3 separate regions of the Muntiacus reevesi genome follow, and all the other regions are linked to region 3. A link is a contact called in public Hi-C data. All regions are on one chromosome and are shown on one strand. Each heading gives the region's core, a stretch centred on a gene start, on an enhancer-like site or on the middle of the called end of the contact. The rest is flanking DNA. Distances are from core to core; before and after follow the strand shown. Region 1 holds the start of MATR3 (matrin 3). Region 2 holds the start of MZB1 (marginal zone B and B1 cell specific protein). Region 3 holds the start of HSPA9 (heat shock protein family A (Hsp70) member 9).

What was found. Hi-C and Micro-C count contacts between places; a contact is called where the count stands out from the background.
Region 1: a Hi-C map of muscle shows a contact between it and region 3, with 4 times the contacts expected there. The contact joins the promoter of MATR3 here to the promoter of HSPA9 in region 3. A contact is called at or near these places in 2 of 3 Hi-C or Micro-C datasets (blood and muscle).
Region 2: a Hi-C map of muscle shows a contact between it and region 3, with 5 times the contacts expected there. The contact joins the promoter of MZB1 here to the promoter of HSPA9 in region 3. A contact is called at or near these places in 2 of 3 Hi-C or Micro-C datasets (blood and muscle).

What each region holds. Positions count from the first base shown.
Region 1 is chr1:228,465,494-228,469,198 of mMunRee1.1, reverse strand. It overlaps MATR3 (matrin 3), which reads right to left and starts at 1,362. Exons shown (of 17, transcript XM_065918662.1): 1 at 1,298-1,362; 2 at 90-128.
Region 2 is chr1:228,545,600-228,549,191 of mMunRee1.1, reverse strand. MZB1 (marginal zone B and B1 cell specific protein) reads left to right here and starts at 1,362. Exons shown (of 4, transcript XM_065918673.1): 1 at 1,362-2,067; 2 at 2,876-3,000; 3 at 3,352-3,462; 4 at 3,561-3,592. The coding sequence starts at 1,891. It overlaps PROB1 (proline rich basic protein 1), which reads left to right. Exons shown (of 1, transcript XM_065918669.1): 1 at 1-1,226.
Region 3 is chr1:227,850,511-227,854,538 of mMunRee1.1, reverse strand. It overlaps HSPA9 (heat shock protein family A (Hsp70) member 9), which reads left to right and starts at 1,754. Exons shown (of 17, transcript XM_065918645.1): 1 at 1,754-1,950; 2 at 3,285-3,343; 3 at 3,607-3,694. The coding sequence starts at 1,870.

The DNA of each region.
Region 1 (3,705 bases), core at 113-2,612, 620 kb before region 3:
CCAGCAGTGTAACACTTGCCTAGGTACACGGAAACCTAGGCAGCTGCCTACAGCTGGGGCCAAAGGTAGGCTAATGGTGCTGCACTTACCTGGGGCTCCATCCGCTCAAAAATTCACAGCTGGATGCTCTGCAATCAAAGCACTCCAGGTTAGAGACAGACAACAGTTAGTGAACACTTGTGTGGCGTTCAAGACCCCTACCCTCAAAACTCCCTTAACTTAGTGAGGCCTGAACCACAGAAACAATAGTCAACAATAAAAGAGCGTTCCCTTGGTTAGCTTTATTGTCGTCATCCTTACTTGCATACCACAGCAGTTCAACAGTAGCAAATTAATGGTCTCATCAACAAGTATCAGGAAGCTTGGCTGTCACTCAACAGCCAAATGACAGTGGGCAAATAACCTCTGTACTTCAGTCTCATTTGTAGAATGGGAGTGTTGTACACAGGGTGTTTGGGAGGTTTAAATGGAATATAAATTAAGTGCATAAGATAATATCTGCTATAGACTGGGAACTTACTCTAAGCAAAGAGATGATGAATACTGGTGAGCAGAAAGGGAACTTATCCTGGGAAAGTAATGGGCACTGAAAATTGGAAAGGCTGGTTGAAACTAGATTGAAAAGGGCCTCAATTATGTGATCTCTTGAACCATAAAAACAGCATTTTAAAAAATAACTGGATGCAGTAACGAATGGTAAAGAAACTGGAGACAGTTAGGTTGCCAATCCTGCCAACGACCCCAACTACTGGTTGAAAACAATAACCAAAATGTTTGCAAAAATGTTAACACTCCTACCCATTCCCCCTTACAATTTACCTTGTTTGTATAAGGTGAGAGTATGTAAGACAATACTTTTTCCCAGCCTTCCTCTAATTTCACCCCAAAACGCTTCCAAACAATTAGAGGAAAAGGAAAATAGAGGGCTCGTTGTCCAGGTCTAAAAACGAATCTAAAAATAGCCCGTCCCTTTCGGCGCTCGGATAGAACTGACGGAGCTCCACCCGACCACGTGTTCCTCGCGAACCTTCCCAAGTCCCTGGCCCTGGTGCCTGGGGAACAAGGCTCCCCGACACCGACTCTCGGCAACTCTCCAGGGACAGCAGGGATGGTAGAAAACAGGGGGGATTCTAGGGGTACTATCCCTCAGCATTTCTTCAAGATGCCCTCCAAACCTGGGGTCACTAGGGCACGAGCCCCAGTTTCGTCCCGTGCCTCGGAAGAGGCCTCCCAACCACTGTCTCTCGCCCCTGGCTGGTAAACCTCCAAGGCTTCTCCCCACTTTGCCCTTACTCACCGGCATGTGTCCGGAGCTCGGTAGGGACACTGCACCCGGGGCAGAGACCGCAGGGGAAAAGGGCAGTCTGGAGTCGAGGGGAGCTCCGCCCCGGGGAGGCTACTGGGCGGGCCCTCGGTGGGCGGGGCCCGGAAACCCCGCCCAGGAAAGCGTTACGAAAATGGGAGAGCTGTGGTAGAGGTGGGCATACTCTACACAGGAGCTAGAACCAAGAAGAGAAAAGATAGAAATCCGAACAAGCGCTACGGTTATTTGATACCCACCTCATTTATACTTACGCGTGGAAAGCGCGCTGGGTTTGAAACTGCTTAAGAGAAAACTTGGTGTGTCCGAGTGGGGCGGTGCTTCCTGTCAGCCCACAGCGAGCGCCGCGGTTCCTCGCACACGTGTGTGGCGCCTTCTGGTTGCTGCAAGCTCAGCCCACGCTTTTTCCACCTCCCACGCAGATCCTCTTCCACGCATTTCTGTCACATAGTCAACGGATTGCCCACGCACACAGGTCACCTTGGTTTTGGGGATCTCTCCAGGAGGTTTTCGCCTGGATTATGCTAGTCACTCCTACAGCCTAACCTGCGGGAACACATCCCCGGGGCCCTGCAGTGGGATCTTTAGCTGAGCTGCAGCAGCTAAAGAGTACTGGCTTTCTCTGCCAAGCTTCCCTTCCACCGTGGCACAGTCAGCCAAAGAGGCCACATCTTTGGTCTGGACGGGTTGCCCACCAGGTTATCAGCATTTCTTTTGGACACTAATCCTCCCCTCACTACTTGGAGTCGATATGATTCTCTCCTGCTGAACATTTTGGTGAAGCTGAGGATGAGAAAGGCAAGATCCAGTAGCAGTAATTCCTAAATCCTTTCTATAATTTCCCAAATTCTAAAGCCACTTTGTTCCTAGCATCTCCCTGCCCCCAGCCCCCAGCATCTGGTGGGCTCTGCCCATCTATTGCACCTGGCACCTTTGTCAGGTGAACCCTTGGGAGTAGCCAAAGTCCTTGTCATCTGCCGGCATATTTTATTATCTATTTCCTCAGGTATTTCATAACGGGAAAAAAATGTGCTTCCTATAAACCCAACCCTCGCAGACCTCTGCTGAGAAAGCCCAGAGTCCTACATTGATTCCAGGGAAAAATTTCAGGCTCTAAGGATAGCCCTGAAGTGGCAAAAACAAATTCTTCCCAGTTTGGATGGAGTTGGACACAGTCTCTGGTAGGAAAAAGGCTTACATAAATACAGTAATTAAAAATGTCACATGATCAGTGGTGGGCTGGTAGGCAGGAGATCTGCTTTGCAGTTAAATAGGAATGTGGCTGAAGACTGCTGCCCTAATCAGTGCCCACATCCAGCTGTCACAGTGTGTTCATAAAGGATGGTTATGAGAGCTATAAAATTGGGCAGATTGGGTGGATAATTGTCCTGCAGAGCTCTGCTAAAGGAGAAATTGCATTGGCGTCTCATATATTTTGCTTTCTTTTGTTTCATACACGTAAAATGGAGAAGGCACAGCTACCCTGAGGATTCGTGGAAAGGAAAGATGAAGTCTGTGTGAAAGTGTGCTTGTGTGCTTTCAGAGCACAGACAGGAAGTAACTGGGAATAGAGAGACACCAGGGCCTTTGGAGACAGAAGGACCAAATGACTTGGAGTCAACTGAATTCACAGATCAGTCCAAGGAGAAGGCAGGATTTGTGTAGAGGGAAGGTCAGTCATTATAAGTAAGGCTGAGAGATGGGCCATGTTCTCTTGTGGTATTGAAAATGGAGTCACCTTTTTAAGGTATAGGCCATTCGGTGTCCTTTTGAGGAAAACCTAAATTATGATTTCTTCATTTTGCAGTTAAAAAGTCCTTTATAGTCTTAATCTTCATGCTTTTAAATTCCGAATTCATTTTGGTGAGTTGTGTATTATGTGGTCTTTTACTTATAGTATCAACTACTTTTTTACCTTTTTGTTTGTTTCTTATTCTTGCAAAGACAAAATTGTTAGGAATAATAATGGAAAAGAAAAGGGAAAATTTTAGAAAATAAAAAGCAGCTAGATGAAAGGCAAAGGGTTAGAATAGGTCCATTAGCCCCGAGTTTGACCTCATAATTGAAAAGCTGGCCCCAAAGGACGCTAGGTTTCCAAGCTTCTTTTTTTGTTTGTTTCCAAGCTTCTTGCCTGTCTTTCCCTTTCTCCTTCATTTATCCTCTCCGTCTTGCTTCCTTACTGGACGTGTCTTGCCCTTGAGACTGCTCTTTTCCTCCCTTCTCTGGACAAGAATCACCAGTAGAGAAATATTTAATCATTTGTTCAATTAGTCAATCAGCCAGTCAACATTTACTGAACATCTACCATTTACCAGATCCTGGTCAGGTACTATGTGTAAAGTCAGAGGAGTAGAGATTTCAGCCTGCCTAAAGCTTATAATCTA
Region 2 (3,592 bases), core at 113-2,612, 700 kb before region 3:
GCAGAGGCAAGTGACAAGTGACAGTGTGAAAAATCCCATGACATGGCCCCAGGAACCGACCTGTGGGGATGATGGGGTTTCTCAGGGAGGAAATGGGAGCTGCAAGGAAGGGGCTGCCCCTAGAGGTAGGGAGATGTCTGTCTCTCCCTGAAGGTGGACCCAGCTGAGGTGGAGCAGGCTAGTGAGCAATGATGGGGTGAAGGAGGACACTGGTACCAAGTCCATTATTCTTTGGAAGGGGATCTGAGTCTTGGCCTGGGAGGCTGTGGGGAAAAGTGGCTGGAGCAGGCCCTAGGCGAGGATCATCTGAGAAAGGGAGCTGCGGGGGACAGGAGGTGGAGGTAGATCAGGGAAGTAGTATGTGAGGGGCTGTGGAGGGTCAGCCTGGGACTTGGGGGGAATGGGGACTGGGGAGAAGGTGGGAGGTGACTGTAGTCTGCAGCTGGGAGTACTGCCCCTCATTCTCCCCTCAACTCCAGCCTCTGACTTGGCTTGTCTAAGCCCTCAGAACTGAACTGGCTCATTCTGGGGTTATAAGTGGGGGTTCTGGCTGTTCCCACCAAAGGGGGAGGAACAGATTAGTGGGTCATTGGGAAAGACTTAAATGCAGAGAGGATGGTTGAGCGGAGGTCCCAGAGGAGACTCTTGACCTTTTTGGATGGGGTGGAGGGTGGGTTAGGGCTGGTAAAAGAAGGGATGCCCTTGTGTGGAGCTCTCAGCTGGTTCCACTTGCCTGGTAACAGATGTGGCAACCATGCCTAGAGAGGGGCTAGCTCTGCAGGCTGGTCACAACATAGGAAGGGACAGGCCCAACAGAGGGTGTTCCAATTGCCTTGAGATTCCAGGAGAGCAGAGGGGGATGCACAGAGTAGGAGGTGCTCTTCGTGGGGGGCCTATGTAGAGTACTGAGTGAAGTGACTGGACTTCACTCAGTGCTGGACTGATACATGGTGTGATGTGTTTGCAGAAGAACAGTTACCATTAGAAGCAGTGTTAGGGATGGAGATCAGTGCCTTTCTTAAATTCCAGGCCTCTGGTGGACCTGGATCTCTTGGAGTCACTGCCCCCCTCTCCTTGAATTGGAAACAGAGAACTATGAGTCAGAATAACCTGGACATCTTTCTGTGGCCAGAGATGCCGATGCCAAGGAGGGCCCTGGGCCACTCCTGGGCCCCTCACTTCATCGTGATGTGCAATAAACCCAATGGCCCCAATGACTGGAACAACTGGCGTGAAGTGTCTGATTTCCTGCTGCGGCCCCTTAACATCCCCTACAATGCCGTCCATGCCTGGGTGTGGCTTGGGGGAGAGTATCACATGTGTCTTTCATACACTGTGGCGTCCCTCCTTCAGCAAACCTGCCTCTCAGGGAGGGAGCCCTAGCCTGGCAATCACACCTGTGACCTCATTTCTTCTGGCAGCTGAGTGGTCAGTGGGCCTTGGGGAGCGACTAGACTTGGGTTCCAGTCTCAGCATAGCCCTTCTAGCTGTGTGGCCTTGAATTTGTCACTCTTCTCTAAACCTTTGTGTTCTTGGGGGTAGATTTAAGACAACAGTAACCAGTCATCTCTTCCCCCCAAGGAGCTTAGCACAGTGCCTGCCATGTAGCCTGTCCCAGGTCATGAGAGGTATCAGCTCCCATGTGTCTTTGCCCAGGCCCAGCCCCTCTCCTTGCCTCATTGGCTGGAGCCAGGGTCCCACGAGAGAAGGTGCACACGTGGAGTCTCCAGGGCCTTGGGGGATGGGAGAGAATGGGAGGGGTGAAGTGTCAGTTCCCCATTGGTCTGGGCCAGGTGTTCTGAAGCAGCCCCCACTACACACACACACAGATGCACCCACACACCTGCATCCCAACCACAGCCCTTGCTTACTGAGTCAGCTCCACCGGCCATGAGGCTGTCACTGCTGCTACTGCTGCCGCTGCTTGGGGCCTGGGCCATCCCAGGGGGCCTTGGAGACAAGGCCTCACTCACTGCCACTGCCCCTGAGCTAGACGATGAAGAGAAGTTCTCAACTCACATGCCAACTCGCCTGCGATGTGATGCCTGCAGGGCGGTGGCCTACCAGGTGAGTCCCCCCTCCCCCAGCAGTTCTGCCCCTACGCAGGCCCCTTCTCAAGCCAGACCCTTCTGTCTGCCTCAGGTTCTACCACTGGCCTTTGATCCCCAAGCCCACCCCCAGGCATCAAGCTAGACTCAGCCTTCCATGATATTGCCATCTTCACCTCAACAGAACCTCTGTGCCTCAGTTTACCTGTCTGCCCAGCAAAGAGCAGACAGACCATCTCTGGGACGTGAGGGAGTCCCTAGCTAGTCCTCTCTCTTCTCCCTTTCCAGGCCGATCCTGAAGTCCGGACTCCTTCCCAAAGCATGCCTGGGGAGCATGCGGGTTTGTGCACGTATGCATGTTTGTCGAGTTTGTGAGCCCATGAGCATGTGCGGGTGTCTTGAGTTCACATACAAACCTGTCAAGTGTGTCTGAGTACTTGTATGTGTGTGTGTGAGAGTGTGTAAGTGCTATGAGTACATGTGTCACTGATGACTGAGTGGTTTTATTTTCTTTCCTTGTTCTTGTGGTTTTATATTGCATGTGGTGATGGTGGGCAGGTGTGCCCTGTAGGAGGGTCCCCAGTGCCCAGGCTAGCTCAGCTTTGCCCACCCACCCACCTCATCCCAAGGCTGTCCTGCCTCAGCTGGTGCGTTCCCAGCTCTCTGGACCTGGGGGAGGGCCACGAAGTCAGCCTCACAGGTGCTTCCTGCTCAAAAGATTCCGTTGCATCGTTCTTCCTCTGAGACTCAAGCTGCTACTCTACCCCGCCCCTCCTTCCTCACTGAGTAGTTCTGAAGCCCTGGTTCTGAACCCCTCCTTGTTCCAGATGTGGCAACATCTGACAAAAGCTGAGGCCAAGCTTCTCCCACTGGACTCTGGGGGCCGTCATGAGCTGAGCGAGTCAGTATACACAGACGTCCTGGACCAGAGCTGCTCGCAGACCTGGCAGGGGTGAGTTGGAAAATCTGGCCTCTGCCTCACTTCTCCAGGGGCAGGCTGATGAGTGGGGGTCCCCATCCTCCCGCTCATACCATACACACTCCACAAGGTCTCCGGCCCAAGGGTAGGGGCTGGTTGGGACAGACACTGAACTCTGGAACTGGGAGCAAGCAGAAGAGTGGGTGACCAGGCGATAAGGGTATTGTGTGACTTTGGGCCAGGGGCTTCCCCTTTCTGGTCTTCAGTTTTTCAGCAGAGAGGACCAGAATCTGGGCACTAAACTTGGTAGATGTCCCATGTGCCCCGCTTCGGGTAGATACAGGCTCCACTGATGCTGTCTCCCTCTCCTCCCTCTGCCTCCAGCTATGGAGTTGGAGAAGTGGACCAGGTGAAACGTCTCATGGGCCCAGGACTTAGCACAGGGGCACAGCCGAGCGTCATGGTGGTGATCATGGACGGACTGTGGCCCACCAGGTGATGACTGGAGGGCTGGAGTGGGATGGAGCCCTAGCAGCCTTGATCTGCCTATTGTAGGCAGGGCAGAGTCTGAGGCTCCTGCTGGGCTCCTCTAGGCTCTCCAAGACCTGCTTTCAGTACCTGGGGG
Region 3 (4,028 bases), core at 505-3,004:
GGTAAACTCTTCAGCTGTCTTCTTTCCCTCCCAAACTTCCCCAAAATTTCCTTCACAAGTCCTCACATCGGAATACTGGAGCATCTTTCTCTTTTGAAATTGGACTTTGAGACTTAAGAAGTCACTGGCATACACAACCCATGCCCACTGTCCCATGCAACAAGGTTTCAAGATGGGTCTGAGGACCTGTTACAGAACACAAATTTGTGTGCCTGACACACAGTGAAGCCAAACCAACCAAAACAGGAGTTTGGACCAGAGAAAGGTTTTTTTTTCCCCCCAGAGAAAGGTTTTATTACAGGGTCAAGCAAGGAGAAAGGGTGGCTCATGCTCTAAATAAATCCCTGAACTGAGAGCTTTTAGAAAGTACGTTTTTAGAGGAAAAATTTGGGGTGAGGGCTGCAAGGCATGTGACTTCCTTCTGATGGGTTGGTAGTCAGGAATCTTGCCCTCAAGTTTAAGTTACCATCCTCTATCTGGGCAGGGCCTACTTCCCACAGAACTCATAAATACTACGTATATTCAGGTGATGTTAGTGGTAAAGAACAAGCCTGGCAAAGCAAGCAACAGGGGTTCAATCCCTGGGTCGGGAAGATCCCCTAGAGAAGGAAATGGTAACCCACTCCAGTATACTTGCGTGGCAAAATTCCACAGAGGAGCCTGGTGGGCTACAGTTTGTGGAGTCACCAAGACACAGCTGACCACACACTCCCTGAGGAGGAACCATGACCGTGCCCCAGTGCTGTGCTATTCTTACTTGACTACGCCTCTCTTGTTCCCGTCCCCTAATAAGCAACTGTTTAAATCTGCCTTTTGGAATTCAGGGTACCTTAAAGAAGCTAAAAGAAGTCTACAAACAAGAAACCGGGGGAAAAGAAGGGCTTTCCTAGCCCAGGTGGAGCCCACAGGGGCCTGCTTGGTTTCTGAGCCTCAGTGAGGCCCAGCAAAGCTGGGTAGTAGGATCCTGAGCTCAGGTATGTTTATCTCTCGACGGTCTGCACGCTAATTAGCCTAAGATAACCCAATGCTTTGTATGAACGAAAGTCTTCTTTAGTAGTTCAAAACCCAAGGTCCCTGTGCTAAAACACAGAAAGAATTCGCCTAAGGTCTCCATATGCAGGTGTACTTCAAGTTACTGCAACAGCAACAGGCAGTCAAAACACAAAGGACGAGCAACAAAGATTTTAAACCCCACGTTTACATTGAACAAAAACGCAGGACAAAATGGCGCCCTCCACGAGAAGGAAAAGTCAGCTCGCGCGGACCTTGCGGCAGCCAGGATCTCCCAGGGAAACGGGGGTGGGAGGACGAAACTCACGTGAGCTGGAGCACCCTATGACAGCGGTAGTCAGACTCCACCCAGTTCTTCACTACTCCCTGTGCACATGCGCTCCAGGACCTCGGAGGGCGGCCAGTTGCGCAGGCGCAACAGACCCCTCCTCTCACGTAACTGACGCAAGGAGACTGTAATCTGTTCGCAGTTTATCCCGTGTGACCTTGAGTCCTTCCTGCCTCCGAGGACCGGGGTTGTCCACAGTTTTGCCTTATACTACTCTTAGGCCTCCTCGTCTCTCACGGAGCCCTGATCTGCCGCAGCCGGCACAGAAGGACATATTGTTCCCAACTATCAGGCTTCGAAGCGTAGTAGCCATAGGCCCTGACTCCGGGCGCGGCGTACAGGTATTCTCTGATCAGGCAGCACGGGCGGCGCCTCAAGAGGATGAGCGGGCTTCCAGGCCGCAGCGGTCAACCCCCGCCCCCCACCCCACGTGGTAGGAGGTTTCCAGAAGCGCTAGCACCTCTGCGCCGCGCTACCCTCGGCCGTCCGAGCGCCTCTTTGCTGTCTCATACTTCCACCGTCTAGCAGCCATGATAAGCGCCAGCCGAGCCGCAGTATCCCGTCTCGTCGGCACCGCAGCCTCCCGGGGCCCCACAGCCGCCCGCCACCAGGTAAGGGACTGCCGGGCCCTCCCCGAGGGGCTCACGGTCTTGGGAGTCAATGCTGCAGGCCGCGGCCTTCGGGGTCAGAATCCTACGGGAAACAGGAGAGATGGAAAATAACAGACCCCTAGTATTCAGTGTTGCTGATTCAAGGATTAATTCAGGGTTTTGCCTTTCTCTCTTTGCTGAGTCACACCCCTTGGGAGCGTAGTTTTATTTCACCGTTATATTTCACCAAGTAGCTGGTAGTCGTTCTGATAGGCTTTTTGATACGGATTACGCAGTTTTGGCCTTGAGGTCGTAGTCTATAGGGAAGGAGAAGCTATTATAGTTTTCATTTTCGCTTACGGGTAGAAGAAGGAGTCTTCTAAAATCCGGAGTGTGCAAGGACCCGGTTACTGTGATATGATGAAGGAAGCAAGAGCATCCGAGCAATAAATTAAAAGTCAAGCTCTGATTTTCTTGTTTGCGAACATTTAATAGTTGTTTTCCCAGAATCATCATCTCCGTTATTTCAGAAAAAATAAGCAAATCGGGAAAAGGCCATGGAGTGATTGCTCATTGTCGTGTAAGACTAGAAATACATCTTTTGGAATTGTGTTTCTTTGCGCTCAGGTTGAGTAAAGGACGACTTGCAATAGCCTGAGGTGAGAATGTAACAAAGGTCTTTCATCCTGATCAGAGGCCACTCCTGACATTTTTCCCCCCACTCCACATTTCCCCTGCCCCAAACTGATTCATAAGTTTGCTACTTCTAGTCCCCTTAAACATTAGCTTGGCAACATCAGGGGAAATAGCTCAGATTAAGTTAAATCTATATTTGCAACACACACGTGTGGATCTTAAGTGGACACTGCTGTGATAGTGAAATTGAGTAGTTATTTTGTAATGTATTTTTGCTTCTCTAGGGAATGTTTGGCAGTGTTTGAAAATGACTTTGGTGGTTACAATCTGGGTAACCATGCTACTAAGTTCTAGTTGTAAAGATCCAAGTTGTTGCTGAACACCCTGCATTGCATAGAACAGCCCAGCTCCCAGCAAAAGTTTTGTTCAAAATCAATAATGCCAAAGTTGAGTAACCTTTTGATAATGTAATTCAGGACAGTTTTACATGAATTTGTTTGTCTAACTTATTTGGAAAACTTACACTTTCTTGGACTTGATTGCTGTGTCAGTACCGTTATGCCTGTTATACATAAAACATCTTACTATTTCAATGAACTTTATGCATGGTAGCCACTCATAATGAAAACCTCAAACATTCACATATCCTTCAGAAGAATAGTTAAGCCCAAGTTTTCATATGTAGTTGATGGCTGATGCAATTCTTTTTTTTTTTTAAGGATGGCTGGAATGGCCTTAGTCATGAGGCTTTTAGAATTGTTTCAAGGCGGGACTATGCGTAAGTATAATTTCATTTCCTTTAATAGTAAGATGATAAATATTAAGTCCCAGAGCAGTGGTCTCTAAATTTATGATTATTTTGTTCAGGGAAAAAAACACTTATATTTATTAATAGAGTGTTTATTTCACCACAGTAGCAAATAATTGTTTTCTACCAAACCTTCTTCAAGGTTTACCTTCATATTGTAAAATAGGTCTTTTTTACCACCATTTTGGAGACGACTGTTAACTGACCATAGCATTGTTTTAAATGTCTTACAGATCAGAAGCAATCAAGGGAGCAGTTGTTGGTATTGATTTGGGTACTACCAACTCCTGTGTGGCAGTTATGGAAGGTAAACAAGCAAAGGTGAGCGTAATTGGAGGCTCTGGACCGTATAGTGGTAGCTAGTAGACAATTCAGAATTCTGTGTCCTTTGGCTTAGATAAGGGACATTTTAAAGGTTGCGTTTAAATTCTTAAGACTCTCTTGAGGTGCATCTTTGTGCTTAATTTATGCTGGGAATAATCAAATGGATTTAACTTCGCAGGATTTTAAGTGTGTCCTAGTACAGAGGTAATAAAATTTTACCTTTTTGTAAGTCAGTTAAACAAAAGTTAAAGGTCCAGAAACAGTCTAGAAGCAAATGGAGCTCCAAGTAATGCAAAGGCTGGGTCATAAGTAAATAATGTTCTTTATTTCC